Regions from separate parts of the Ovis aries genome. Here region 2 is linked to region 1. Evidence: chromatin contacts called from public Hi-C data. All regions are on one chromosome and are shown on one strand. Each heading gives the region's core, a stretch centred on a gene start, on an enhancer-like site or on the middle of the called end of the contact. The rest is flanking DNA. Distances are from core to core; before and after follow the strand shown.

Evidence for each region. A called contact is a pair of places that touch in the nucleus more often than the background predicts.
Region 2: a contact with region 1 is called in a Hi-C map of blood, with 2.7 times the contacts expected there. The contact joins the enhancer-like site here to the promoter of PLXNC1 in region 1. A contact is called at or near these places in 2 of 16 Hi-C or Micro-C datasets (both in blood).

Annotation. Positions count from the first base shown.
Region 1 is chr3:130,418,541-130,425,239 of ARS-UI_Ramb_v3.0, reverse strand. It overlaps PLXNC1 (plexin C1), which reads right to left and starts at 5,191. Exons shown (of 30, transcript XM_060412507.1): 1 at 4,061-5,191. The coding sequence starts at 5,131. LOC121819097 (a long non-coding RNA gene) reads left to right here and starts at 5,169. Exons shown (of 3, transcript XR_009599889.1): 1 at 5,169-6,699.
Region 2 is chr3:130,528,171-130,534,653 of ARS-UI_Ramb_v3.0, reverse strand. It overlaps PLXNC1 (plexin C1), which reads right to left. Exons shown (of 30, transcript XM_060412507.1): 18 at 6,126-6,164; 19 at 5,783-5,907; 20 at 4,601-4,799. Among named protein-coding and RNA genes, the nearest start is that of PLXNC1, 110 kb to the right of the region's middle. Within about 2 kb of position 2,498, at least 8 of the 54 cell types and tissues checked have an H3K27ac peak or open chromatin away from gene starts, as enhancers often do.

The sequences.
Region 1 (6,699 bases), core at 3,942-6,441:
GCTCAAAGCCTGGCCATAGTAATCATCTAACAGTAGCAGCTATGGCTGCTTTTTCCCTCTAAGTGGGTGTTGGCCTTTTTAAATCCCTGCTTAAATATCAGACGTATGTATGGGGGTAAAATTCACCACCTAGTCTATAGACTGCAAAGTGGCCAGACACGATCATAACAGAAACTAAAGGGGAAATAAACATCGCAGGAAGACTGTGGATTTTGAGGTCAATAAGGCTGCACTGCCGAGTGGCCCTGGGACATCACTTCTGCACACAGTAGCTAGAAGCGTCTTGGGTTACTGTCTGTTGGAGAGCATGTGAGTGTTTTGTGGTTGTCTGCATGACAAATACTTATCAGGCTTTGGAATTATGTGAGTGTGGAGGAAGGGGGTGTGTCTTCCTACAAGGAATAGAATGAAATAGAAGGGTCATTTCATTGGCCAACACAATAAGAAAACACTACCCTCGACGTCTACAGAGGCCACCATGTTTAAACCACAAGCAACCCCAGGACCCAGCCACAGTAGCCAAATAATCTGGACCAATCAGACTTCAAAACTCAGGTACACACACTTTTCTATCAGTGTATTGGTATGCCAAGGGTGGCAGGAGTTCAGAGATGAGAGGAAGTTAACTTGTACATAATTTAAAACATTCATTTTTATGTTGATCCAAGCACACAGATATGTTACGGAATAGAATGAAAAAAAAAATCACATCAAGTTTTAAAAACACTTCAAGGGGTGTATCCTAGGGGAAGCTGGTTGCTGCCTCTAATCAGGGGACTTTGAAGGCAAAGTTTGAGAAGAACTAGAGTGGTGGAATGAATGCAGAAGTAGATATTGCAAGACCTGGGTTTAAGCTGGAGGCTCTGATGCTTACTTCGTGTATTATCTCGAGCAAGTTGCTTTAGTGATCTCAAGCTTCCTCATCAGGTAAATGGGAAAGCTCCTCAGAGAAGCAACCTTAGAGTTGATGAGGGGCTCAAAAGAAGTAATATATGAGGAACTGCATACAAATACTGATTAGGATTATTAGAGAGGGTCTACAGAATCAGGCTGCCTGGGCACATTTGCAGGCTGGAGCTAACCTGCCATACTTGTGAAAGGGGACTCAAAGTTGGAGGCAAGACAGAAAAAAAAATCATGGCCCAGTGTGTGAACGGCTGAGGACGCAATCATTGCCCAAGCATCTCGTGAATGAATCCTTAGCGAGAGAAGCTGAAGGCAAGAGAATCAGCTCACAAGAGATCAGGAGAGAACCTAGACATGAGAAAACACAACCCAGTCATCCCCGTCACTTTCCTACCCACGGCTGACTGAAGATGGAAAGGAAGAGAGTCACACAGGCGGAGCAGGGGAAGGCAAGCCAGTCTATGCTTGTGCCTCACTGCCTATGGATTACTACTACAATGCTGCGTCTGCTCTGGGGGAACCACTGTTAGAATCGACTGAGGCTCCCTCTAGAGTGGTTTTTCAAGTTTCGTCTGCTGTCATAGGTACCTTGTAATTCAGCGTGGCTTTTCCAAAACACACTGAAAACCTGAAAATAAAATGCAGAACAAACGCAACCCAAATGACATCATTGTTCTGAGCGACAACTAGGGGCACACTGATCTCATAACTCCATTAAATGGGGTTGCCACCTGCTATTGTCCTTTCGATGGCAGATTCAGTGGCACTGCCAGAGCACTGCCTGCCCTAGCAGGCATCAAACAAATATCTGTTCAACTATCTCATCTGCCTATTTAATAGGTTATAAAATTGTCAGCTTTTTCATCGAAACTACCGCCTTTCCCCCCCTCCCCATTCAAAGTCTCTCTTGAAACTCAATTCCATTAAGGCTTTTTAATACATACGAGCAGCAAGGAATTTACTTCCATATTTTTTTATAAAAGGCAAAACTCCAAGTTCCCACCTGGGCAGCCCTGACAAGCTATTGTTTGAACTGGAGTACATTATTTAATTTGGATGACAAGCTCAGGGGTTAGAGACCCCGTCTTTCAGAAACTGCAGCTCTGAGCACACTGGGAGCTTTCGATAAATAACAGCAGCAAGACATGCTGTGATGGGACCTAGTTTAATTATTTATTTTTCCAATTCCAGATTTTTGGCAGCATGTGTTTACCCCTTGCTTGATTTCTAAGGGGGCAGCCACCTCCCAGAAGTGCCCCACACAAAGATGGATAAGCAGCTCTCTGACTTTTCCTTCCCATCATCCCAGCGCAAGGAGGAACACCTGATCGAGCCAAAAACGTGGAATCTGAGTGCATTCAGGGTGCCTGCTGGGTTTGGAAGGGAACTAAGTCCTCCAGGACTCAATGGGTAGAGCGAGGCAGTCAAGAGAAATGTTTTGGCTCCCACACATCTACACAGCTGTCAGATGGCGGAGCTTGGATTTCCACTGTTATCACCTGCTGCGGGCCTCCGAGCTGTCTCGACATTGACCCGAGAGACCAAGTATGCCTAAAGCTGCACACTAAGTGCTATGTGGGGGTACTTTCAAGTCTTTCAACAGAGAAGTCAAAGATGGTGATTTTTGCCGAACTTGAACTCATAAGGATCTCACGAAGACAGATATTAAATATTAACTTATAATTGTATAGCCAGATGAAGTCATGTAGGAAGTATTATGCATTATATACATTTGCGTAATGTATATAATGTAATAATTATAACAGTGACCAAATGAAGACATTATGTGTGTGCCCCAGCACACAAGTAGTGGGCAAGGAGGAGGAAGCAAATGACCATTCTAAGAGGCCTTGCAAAAAACCTGTTTTTTTTTTTTTTTCTTTCTGGGTAATAAGGCTAATATTTGGTAAGATGGGCTCTGCCTGGGTGAAGGTGGGAGTGTCTTTCCATACACTTCTCAATAGACCTTAGCGCCAATGTCCTCTCTGTGCTTACACAACAAATGTATCAACACAGCACATTTTTCCAAGTGAAGACTTCTCGCCTTGCTCTCTGACGCATTTTATACCAAAACAATGGCAACACCTGTAGCCGTTAATTTCTGCTCTTTGATTTCTGTCCAGTTATAAAGGAGGCGCTCAGCAGGCTCCCCTCTCAGGAGCCATATGTGGAGTTGATGTGCCAGCAGCCTTGGAAGGAAAAGAGCCTCGGAGAAGCGCACAATGGCTCCATAATCCCCATCCACTGGACCCTCTTGAACCTCGGCTTTCTTTCCCAGTCAAAGAAATGCCAGTTTCAAGAGTCAAGCTGTGGCTGTCCTGGGGACCCTGGGGGAGGTGGGGGGGGTGGTGGTGGTGAAAAACTCTGCCATTTGCCTGGGTGGGTGGTGCCCCTGAGCCCCGCCATCTAGTCAGACAATCTGGAGCCCAGAAACTGCCTGTGGCACCCCCAACACTTTCTCTCGCCCTCCCCTCTAGGGTGAGGCTTTTTACCCACAAAGCCACCTCCGCGGGCCCAGCCTCTCCCCCGAGCTGTAGACCACAGCGCACACCCTCCACAGAGCCACAGCCCCGCCCCCTTGCACCGGGCCGCGCAGAGGGTTCTGTTCCCCCCAAGCCTGAGCCTCTGTTCCAGCCTAGCGCTGACCGGTGTCGAGCAGACCAACTCTTCAGACCACATCACAAGGGTTACGGGGGGTGGGCACAAAGACTGGGGTGTGGCAAGTCCTTTAGGTTCCACGGCTTCTCAGCCCAGGGCACTGCGTTTGGTAACCCTGGTGAGGACAAGGGTCAAAGCCGCAGGCCAACCCAGACCACACACCGGGGGAAGCGTTTAGGGGAGGGCGGGGGAGCTGCCTGGGGAGGCTCAGACCCAAACAAGCGCCCCTGTTTGGATAGGCAGGGATGGCAACGGGATGCAGTCACCAGAGTTTTGAGCTTAACTCCTACCCTCTCCACCTCCCTTTTTTCACACTCCCTCGGGGACCTCTGGTCGTGCTTGAGAGTAGCCCGAGGTACCAGAACGGTGGTCGGGCGGCCACAGGGCTGCGTAAATCCGAGAACTGGTAAAGGTCAACCCTCTCTGCCTGCGGCTCTGCCTCGCCCGCGGCTCCGCAAAGGGAGCGCTCCCCTACCCAGGAAGGGGCAGGACTTACGCAGTTGTTCTCGTTGTTATCGATCTCGAAGTCCCAGCGGCAGATCTTGGTGCGCGCCTGGATCTCACTCATCCTGAAGAGGCAGAGTGCGGTGGTGGTGGGCGACCGCTTCTCCTGGTCCTCTCCGGTGGCTGCGCTGAACACGCCCGCCCAGACGTCCAGGGCCTCCACCAAGCTGGAGGAGAGCAGCAGGCGGCGGCCGTCTGGGTGGCCGCGGCCGCAGTGGAGGGCCGCCTGGCCCTGGAACAGAAGCATCTCGGAGCTCTTGGCGATGCGCGCCATGCTGGGCCAGCCGGTGGCGGCGCCTCTCGAGTAGTTGTAGGGGTAGTAGGGGAAGTAGACGCTGCCGTTCCAGAGAAAGGCGTCCACGAAGTGCAGGCTGCTCCCGCCGTCGCGCAGCTTGAGGCGTCCCGTCTCCTTCGTGGCCAGGCTGCGCTTCCCGGTGTCCTTGAGCGCGATGGCCGTTTCGCGGTCGGACGCCGCGGGGTTGCAGCGGCTGGCCGTCTCGGACTCGGGCAGCACATAGGTGGCGGCCACGGCCAGGTACCAGCTCTGGGTGTCGTTCGCGTAGTACACCACGCCGGCCGTCGAGCCCTGCGGGTGACACGACACCACCTCGGTGCCGTTGCGCAGGGAGCTGCGGCTCAGGTTGCCCAGGGGTCGCACCTCGCAGGCGCCCCGGTCGAAGGTCCAGCCGGTGAGCAGCAGCCCCTCGAGGCCGGCCGCCCCCTCGCGGTAGGGCAGCAGCAGCTTGCTGAAGCTGCTGCCCGGCCGGGGCCGCGCGGGGGGCGCCAGCGGGACGGGCTCCGAGCAGTTGCCCGCTTGGTCCCGGTATAGGCGCGAGAGCCTGTGCTCCAGGCTGTAGTCCAGCTGGTCTAGGCAGCTGCCGCTCGCCACGAACACGCCGTCCTCCCGGCTCACCGCGATGGCTCCGATAGCTTGCTGCGACCGCCACACGGGCTCGTCCGCGCCCCGGCCGGGCGCCGCGAGCGCCAGCAGATAGGCAAGCAGCGGCAGCAGCGCGGCGGGGCGCGGGGGGCGCGGCGGTGCCTTCCTCCGGGAGACCTCCATGGGGCTGTGGCGTGGGGGGGGGGGCCGCCCCCGGGCAGGGCGCGCGGCGGCGACGGCGGCTCAGGCGCGCGGCGAGTGAGACGCGGGCGGCGGCGGCTCCTGCGCGCGCTCGGGCTCCCGCGGCCGCCCCATCCCTGCGGCTCGCCCGGGAAGGAGAGCGGGGAGGGCGGCGCGCGGCGGGCTCGTTCCGGCAGCCTGTGCAGCGGCGGCGGCGGCAAGCCCTGCGCGCTCCGGCGCCGCTTCCTCCGGGCCCTCCTTCTCCGGAGAGTTCCTCTGTGCAATGCTGGCGCTCGAGGGGAGGCGCGGAGGGGAAGGGAGGGGACGGGCGGAGGGGAGCGAGGCAGGCGGGGAGGGCTGGAGAGGTTGGGTGCGCTTGTGCGTTTCACTTTCCCATTGTGAAAGTGGGATGCAACTGGCCCCCTTCCTCATCCTCTTCCTCCTCCTCCCTCCGCCTCCTGTCCGCCCGCCCTCCCTCCACGCCCATCTCCCCTCCCCTCTTGATTCGGTGAGATAGGGAGGAGGGAGGTCTCGTAATTTGGGTTACTGTGTAGGTGGCCTCTTTCATCTATTCATAACAAAGCTGAGCCGCCTGCCGCCGCCACCACCATAGCCCCTTAGCTCGCCCGGGGCTCCCGGGGCGCGCTAACAGCGCACCAAGCTGGCTCCAGCGCCTGTCCGCCCGCGGGGCTGCTCCAACGCTCGGGTTTTGTTTACGAGAGCGGCGCGGAGAGATGCGCAAGGCTCGGGGAGCTAGGACCCAGGCCGCCGAAGGGTTGCAGCTGAGGCCCGGGGCTCGGGCCACTGGGAGGCTGCGAGGGCGGCTGACAGGTGTGGAGCGGCGGGAGGGAGGCCCTGGGGAGGAGCGCGAGAGAGGGAAACACTGACAAGCCCGAGGCTCAAGGAACCAAGGCGCCCCTGTGACAGGCGCTGGGTTTCCCCGGGTCAGAGGAGTGAGGTGGGGGAAAGGCAGGCGCCGAGATTCTGGTTCTGGACAATCCCTGGGGCCGGAGCTCCCATACTTGAGGAGGTTCTCGCATTTCCCTTGGCAACGGAGTCCCAGGCTTTCAAACCTAGCACTTAGAAAGTTCTTCTCATCATCTAACCTGAATGAGCGTGGCTAGTATTTATTGAGAACGTACTGCGTGCCGGGTCCCGCTTGAAATTCATTACGTGGATTAAAACTCATTTAATACCCATAACAACCCTGTTAGTGACTTGTTATTATCAGCCCCATTTCGTTAGGAGGGGTGGAGACGTTGCGGAACTTGCCGGGGGTCCTACTGCTGGCAGACAGCAGAAGTGAGATTCGAATTCTCTTCTAGCTCAGGGCCGCTTACACCGCTCCCTCTAGCCAAGTTCCACCTGTGGTCTTTACAGAACTACCTGGAGAGCATTCTCAGCAGGTGGGGCAGAAAAGTTCCCCAAGTTAAATGTTCCCACCTACTTCCCAGCCCAGCCTTCAGAGTCAAGTACCCTTATTTCCCTAGAGGCGCTCCGTCTGTGTCCTCCTTTGGCACCTCTTTCCTTTGGACTCTCTGAGGTCTCACCAACCCACCAAGGCGGCAAAT
Region 2 (6,483 bases), core at 1,249-3,748, 110 kb before region 1:
ACTGGGAGCAAAACTCAGGAAGCTGCCTCCTCTCCCTAGCAAACACGTGTTCACACACACACAAACACATACACACTTTCTCTCACTGCATTTACAGTTGATAACAGCATGCAGTACACAGATTGATCATTCTTTTATGCGTTAAGCTTCTCTACTTCAGCCTAACTCTCATCAGTTGGCCTAAGAACAGTTCGCAGAGGTTTAACCTTTGTTTACATTCCTATTTAACTGCCCCAGTTGTTTTTTTTTTTTTTTTTTTTTAGCACGCTGAAAATAAATGGCAGGATGATTAACCTTGGTAACTAGAATAAACATAAGAACATTTTATAAATTTATCTAGGAGGAAATTTTGGTGTTAACAGCTTCTCATAAAGGAAGTGGCCCTTAGTTACACAATCTGCAGCCTCACCTGCTCATGAGCAAGCCAGCCCCCAGTGGTTCCCGGCCCCAGCCATCATGGTCCCACCTGGGTACCTTTGCTAGTACAGGCTGCAGAGGAACCCTGTCTCCTTCCTCAGGCTAGATCCGATTCCATGACTCTAAGGATCTTCCCAAGCATTCTGATAACTTCCTCCTGCACTTGTTTTTTTTCCTGGATCAAGGGTGTCCACCCTTGCTGTTATAGAAATGCTTCAAATCTGTAGCCACTTTGTGCTTGAATGGACTCAGAGCAGCCCCAAAGCGGGAGGCTTGTGTGCTGTGCTCTCATGCAGCCTTCCAAGGCATGTAGCCCTGGGTTGACTATCGTGTAGAAAATAAACGAAGTAAAGAAGCCATCTGTGATCAAAAGGATATTATTAAACTGAATTTGAGGGGGAGGAAAGAATCAGGGCCACAACCAGGAAGTCAGACTGCCTCGGTGATGATGAGCAGCCAACCACGTGACTAGGGCCTAAAGCCCCAGTTTACAAAGTCAAGCTTCACAGCCAATGCATCTGGCCTGGAAAGGAAGATTTCACCGAATCTCTCACCTGCTTTCCCTTGAACAGGTAAACCAAGACATCTTTGAAGTCTCCTGGGATCCCACCCCACCGGCCCCCATACCATTCTCTACACTGCCAGCAGGGGCGCATCCCTCCTCCGTCCCTGTCCCTGGCTTCCTGTCTCTCCTGTGCCGCCCCACCGCCCCTGGGCCCCCGCACCACTTCCCTCTCCCCTGCTGACAGAGCCTCTAGTCGCTTCCTTACTGTAGGACAGGGCTGGAATGTTCAAAAATTTCCCAGGTGGGGAGAGTGCTGGGACTAGAACACGGCATTTCAATTCTCATGAGAAACTTCCTTTATTTAGAGGTTCACAACCACACGGCTCTCTTCTCTCTCCCTCCACCCCCTTAGGTAATATCCTGACCGCAAACCTAGAACCTCACTTCTCTTTGCTTCTAGCCCACATCAGAGATGGGGATAAGCACCCTTGGGAGGGGGCTGGAGGCTTCTGTAGAGGTCGGCATTTGGGGGCCAGTGGGCTCCTCTGGGCTGTGCAGAGCGACAGCTTCAGACTCAGTGGCCCTGTAGTCAGAATTCTCCGGAAGACTGCAGCTAAACTCAGATAAATAACATCTCATCTGGCATTGTTATCCACACCCGTGGTTCGAAACCTGGAGAATCATCACCAGAATCCCTTGGGGCTGTTATAAAAATAACTCAGACATCTGGATTCTACTTTAAATGCGGGATCTCTGGAGAAGAGGTCTGAGCGTTGGTAGTTTTAACACCTTCCCAGCAGATTCTGGTGCATGGCCAACTTAGGAAAACATGAGGCCATGGGGTTTCTTTGTCACCACCGAACACAAGTTCTAAGTTGTGTTAGAACCTACTCAGACCAGGATGCACACAGCTCCTGGGGAGCCGGCCTTCAGAGCTCCCTTTACGGAACTGACCCCACCCTTCCCATCCTGTGATGGGAATTAAGGTTGGCCTTTTCACCGTCCTTTCCTTCAGGAGACCAGATTCTCTGGCCATAGCTGAGCTTGAGGCTTTTGCACCTGTGATCTCATTCACCATCCCACCCCGCCCCACCCCACCCTGAATCCTTTCCTAAGCCTGAAGAAGGTGGCCTCCCCCTTGAGGAAGCAGTAAGCGGGGTGGCTAAGAGCTCTCTGGTGTTGTCACAGCGCTGTGGGATCTGTGAGTAGAAAACTCTCGTCTATTCTGTGCACCCCAACTCTCCGGAATGCAAAATGGTCATAAAGGTCCTCACCTCATGGGATTCAATGAGAAAAAGAAGCAAAGCTCTTAGCACACTGGCTGGCACATTCAATAAATGGCAGTTATCATTAGTACTTGACCCACACGGCCTTGGAGGCAGAGAGGAGGAAGTTACCTGGAGGTCACAGAATACATGGCGCCCAAGCAAACGTTTGGGGCGGGATGGGGAGATAGGGCAGGCAGGAGGACTAGGCCATCAGAGCCCTGTGCCCTTTGGGCATGTGGAGGGGGAAATCAGGCCCTCCACGCCAGAGGGAATTGTTCCCCTGAAAATGAAAGTATCACTCAACTGGCTGAATGCCACTTCCTCCCCAGGGAGCATGCTGCCCCCTCCCTACCCCAAGTGCTCAAGACACCCATGAATCAGCACTGCAAAATCCTAATGCAGAATCCTCTGCTCAGAGGGGCCGTTTGGGCTCTCAGCCCAGACTTTGGGGACTCCTGACCTCTTTAATGGCCAGGCCCCTCCTTCAGTGGGAAGATGCCCAGATGGGAAGGACCATGCCCAGAGCCACAAAGCGAGCTGGGCTGAGATGAACGTCTAGCCAAGACTCCTAGGCCAGGGTTCCTTCTGCTCCCCTCTCCCACATTCTCAAAGGCAGGGTGATGGGATCACCTGCAGGAGCCTGGAAACCGGGACTGCCAGACCTCGCCTTGAGTTTCTGAGTCAGTGGCTCTAGCGAGTGGTGGGGCAGGGGGTGCCTTTTGAGACTAAGAGCCAGGAACTAGGTGAGGGCCCTGCTACCTCTTTCGAAGCAGCTGTGGCTGAAGCTAGGGAGCCAAAAATATTCACCCCAGAAATAACTGCTCCCCATCTCCCCAAAGCATATGATGATTTATACCAAGTAAACAGAAAAGAAGGCAGATTTCATCAATCTTAATAAATGGGTATTGCCTTGGGAGAGAAAAGGGTTGGTAAAGAAAAAAAAAATGTTGTGCCTCTACTTGTAAGATTGCGTTAAACTCTAAGCATAGTCTATTTAAGGCACTGCTTTTTGGATCTAAACTTAAGTAGCACTGTTAAAACCTGTGGCATAGCAGTGTATCTTATTCAAACTTTAATTAGATTTCGGAACCAGCTACAAATACACAATTATGCAGTTTTGCTGGAATCTGGATGGCTGGTAAAATTAAAGAAGGATAAGAACCTCCTGCACCAGGGGCCTCAGAGGGTTGAATGGAGACTGGGTTCAACAGAACACACTTCTTTTCCTATTAATATTTCATAATAATAATGGGCACAGTTTATGGAGTGCTTCCTCAATGCCAAGCAATTGCATACATTTTTTCATTTATGCTTCAGAACAGCCCTAAAACATTCTTCCATTCTACAGGTTATAAACCCAAGGCTCAGGCTGGTCAAAACACCTGCTTGGGGCCTATAGTAAGTGGTAGAGTCTAGTTTTAGACCAGGCAGCAGACTCCAGAGTACTCCCTCTTACCTATGGCATCTGTGAAAACCTCATGTAAGAAAAGATTTCAAGATTCAACTAGACTACAACCATATTTCCATAGAAACTCTCACAAAGTGAACTCAAGGGGTGGAGGGCTCTTTGGAGACTTGCTTTCACATGAGATGACCACTTGGATTTGAATGTCATTAGCTCATGTGGTAAGTAAACAGCAATTTCCCAGATGCTCAGAGGCTCTGAAAAGAGTGTGTTTTCATCAGTATTTGAAATATGGGGACTTCCCTGGCAGTCCAGTAGTTAAGACTGAGTTTCCAGTACAGGGGCATGGGTTTGATCCCTGATTGGGGAATTAAGATCCCATATGCCACACAGCACAGGCATAAGAAAAAAAGAGAAAGGAATGTTCTCTCCATTCAGTTCAGTTCAGTTCAGTTGCTCGGTCGTGTCCAACTCTTTGTGACCCCATGAACTGCAGCATGCCAGGCCTCCCTGTCCATCACCAACTCCTGGAGTTCACTCAAACTCAGGTCCATTGAGTCAGTGATGCCTGCCAGCCATCTCACCCAGCATGTGTTAATTAACCATGTGAAGATGGACACAAAAGCCACTGGGTTTAAAGTCTCAGTTACGTAAGGTAAGCTCTAGAAATCAATTGTACCACATTGTGGCGAAAGATAACACTTGTGTACACTTAAAAATCTGTGAGAAGGGTCTCACATTGACTGTATTTCTTAATCCAATTTTTAAGAAGAGAGAGGTCTTACCTGAGGAAATTCTAAATGAATCACACTTGCACAAGCCAATCAGAGCCAAAGCAAATTTTCTCTTCCCCTTCATGTGCCCCTGGTGAGGACCAAGACTAAAAGCAGTTAAATACTGACACCACGGAGTACGCAGGACTTATCCTGGCAAAGACGTTAGCATCTGCTGAAAATAACTGCTTACCGTCTTACTTCTGACACTGCCGAGGGATTCGACACTTACCCGCAGAAAACCGGAAAGGCAGACAGACATCCAGTTTGTGAGGAGCTTCTCCACTACGGACTCTGTGCGTCTGAGCATGAGCTTAGGTTGCATGTTGCTGCACTGCTCCATTAAGTCCCTGGTCAGCACCTCCAGGATGCTGGTCAGGTAGACCAGCTTGGTTTGCAGGGCAATCGTTAAGAAGGAAGCAAACAGACACCTGTGTAAAAACAGAGCCTGGGTTACAATAGCCAAGACATGGAAGTGTCCGCAACAGATGAATGGATACGGAAGATGTGGTGCCTATATACAATGGAATGGTATTCAGCCATAAAAAAGAAGGAAATCCTGCCATTTGCAATAACATGGATGGATCTCGAGGGTGTCATGTGAAGTGAAATAGAGAAAGAAAAATACTGTATGAGTTCACTTAAATATGGCATATGAAAAAAAAACCTCAAACTCAGAGAGAGATCAGATTGTGTTGCTCATGCTGTGCACCTAAAACCTCTACAGAGCTGTATGTCAATTATATCTCAAGAAAAAAAAAAAAAGATACACAGACGATGGAAAAAAAGCACACTAAAAAAAAAAAAAACAGAAAAAAACCAGAGCCTTGGTTAATTAGGGTTAACCATCATCTGTGGCTTGCTTGGTGTTGATAGCCATCTCCAGGGAAACATGAGGGGCCCAGCAATGGGGTGTTAACAGGATGCCTCCCTGTGGGTGTTTTTTTTAACATCTAGGTTTCAACTACCTTAGCCTTCAATCCATAAAAACCACATATCAATGTTAACTTCAGGTCATTTTATAGGTTTTCAGCTCTAAAACTTCAAACTAGAGAGGTAACAAGAAGTGAATGTCTTCCCTGAATTTTCAGTGTTTTAAAAATAGAAAACAGCACTTCTGCTTTTGTGACTCAGGATTCATGTTTCTTTCTTGGTGTTGGGGGTTTTTGGGGTGCTTTTTTTGGGGGGGGTCACATGTGTGTGTTTCTTCAAAACAGAACTTGTGTTAGGGCACTGTGTTCTGAAGTGGAGACGCTAAGACTGCATGGCCACCCAAAGAGCCAGCCGATCTCTCAAAAGAGAGATGCGGGTTCTCAGACACCAAGTCCAGGCTGTCGTTTGGAAAGGAAATAAGAGGCGCAGTTTTATCCTCTCTCCTTAATCACTTTCAAAATAGAAACAAACTGCCGGATACCTGTCCTTCACTGAAAAGTTCTTCTGCTTTTCAAGAGTGTGGATAACAGTCACAAGGAAACTTTTATTACAAATCAGGGCATCCAAAGCTATGAGGCTTTCATTCTTGTCGCTGGCATCTCTGTTCTGAAAAAATATATAATATAATATAAATAAATTAACTAAAAGTTAGAAAGTAGATCCACAATGGGGTTTCAAGACAATGAATTATTTAATACCAAATCTGTGATCCCCAAATGCCCACAATAACAATTCTAAATAATGATGGAGATGATGATGGTGGTGATGACGACACTATGAGAGTCAGGCAGTCATGGGCTAAAAATGAAAACTTATAGACTTACATGCATATCTTCAGTGAAGATGTGGGTGAAGCCACCTGACTGAGAGGAAGGAGACACTTTAATTATTCATAACATCCAAATGAAATGAAGAGTGTTTTTTTCTGTTATAATACCTGAGTTCGTTTTAATAAAGTAGAGACACTATTTGCTAATCTGAAGAGCCCCTGGGCGTATGCTCACTGCATGTTCTCTACATAATAAATAATTATTCAGCTCTCAAGAAACACCAGTGACTTCTGAAGGCCTCCAAGAATAATTATCATTGCATCAGTCCCATTTTTTGACAGATGAAGGTATTTAAAAGAATTGATTCAAAAGTTAAAGAAGTGGCGGTGAAAAGATTATGCAAATGTACAGA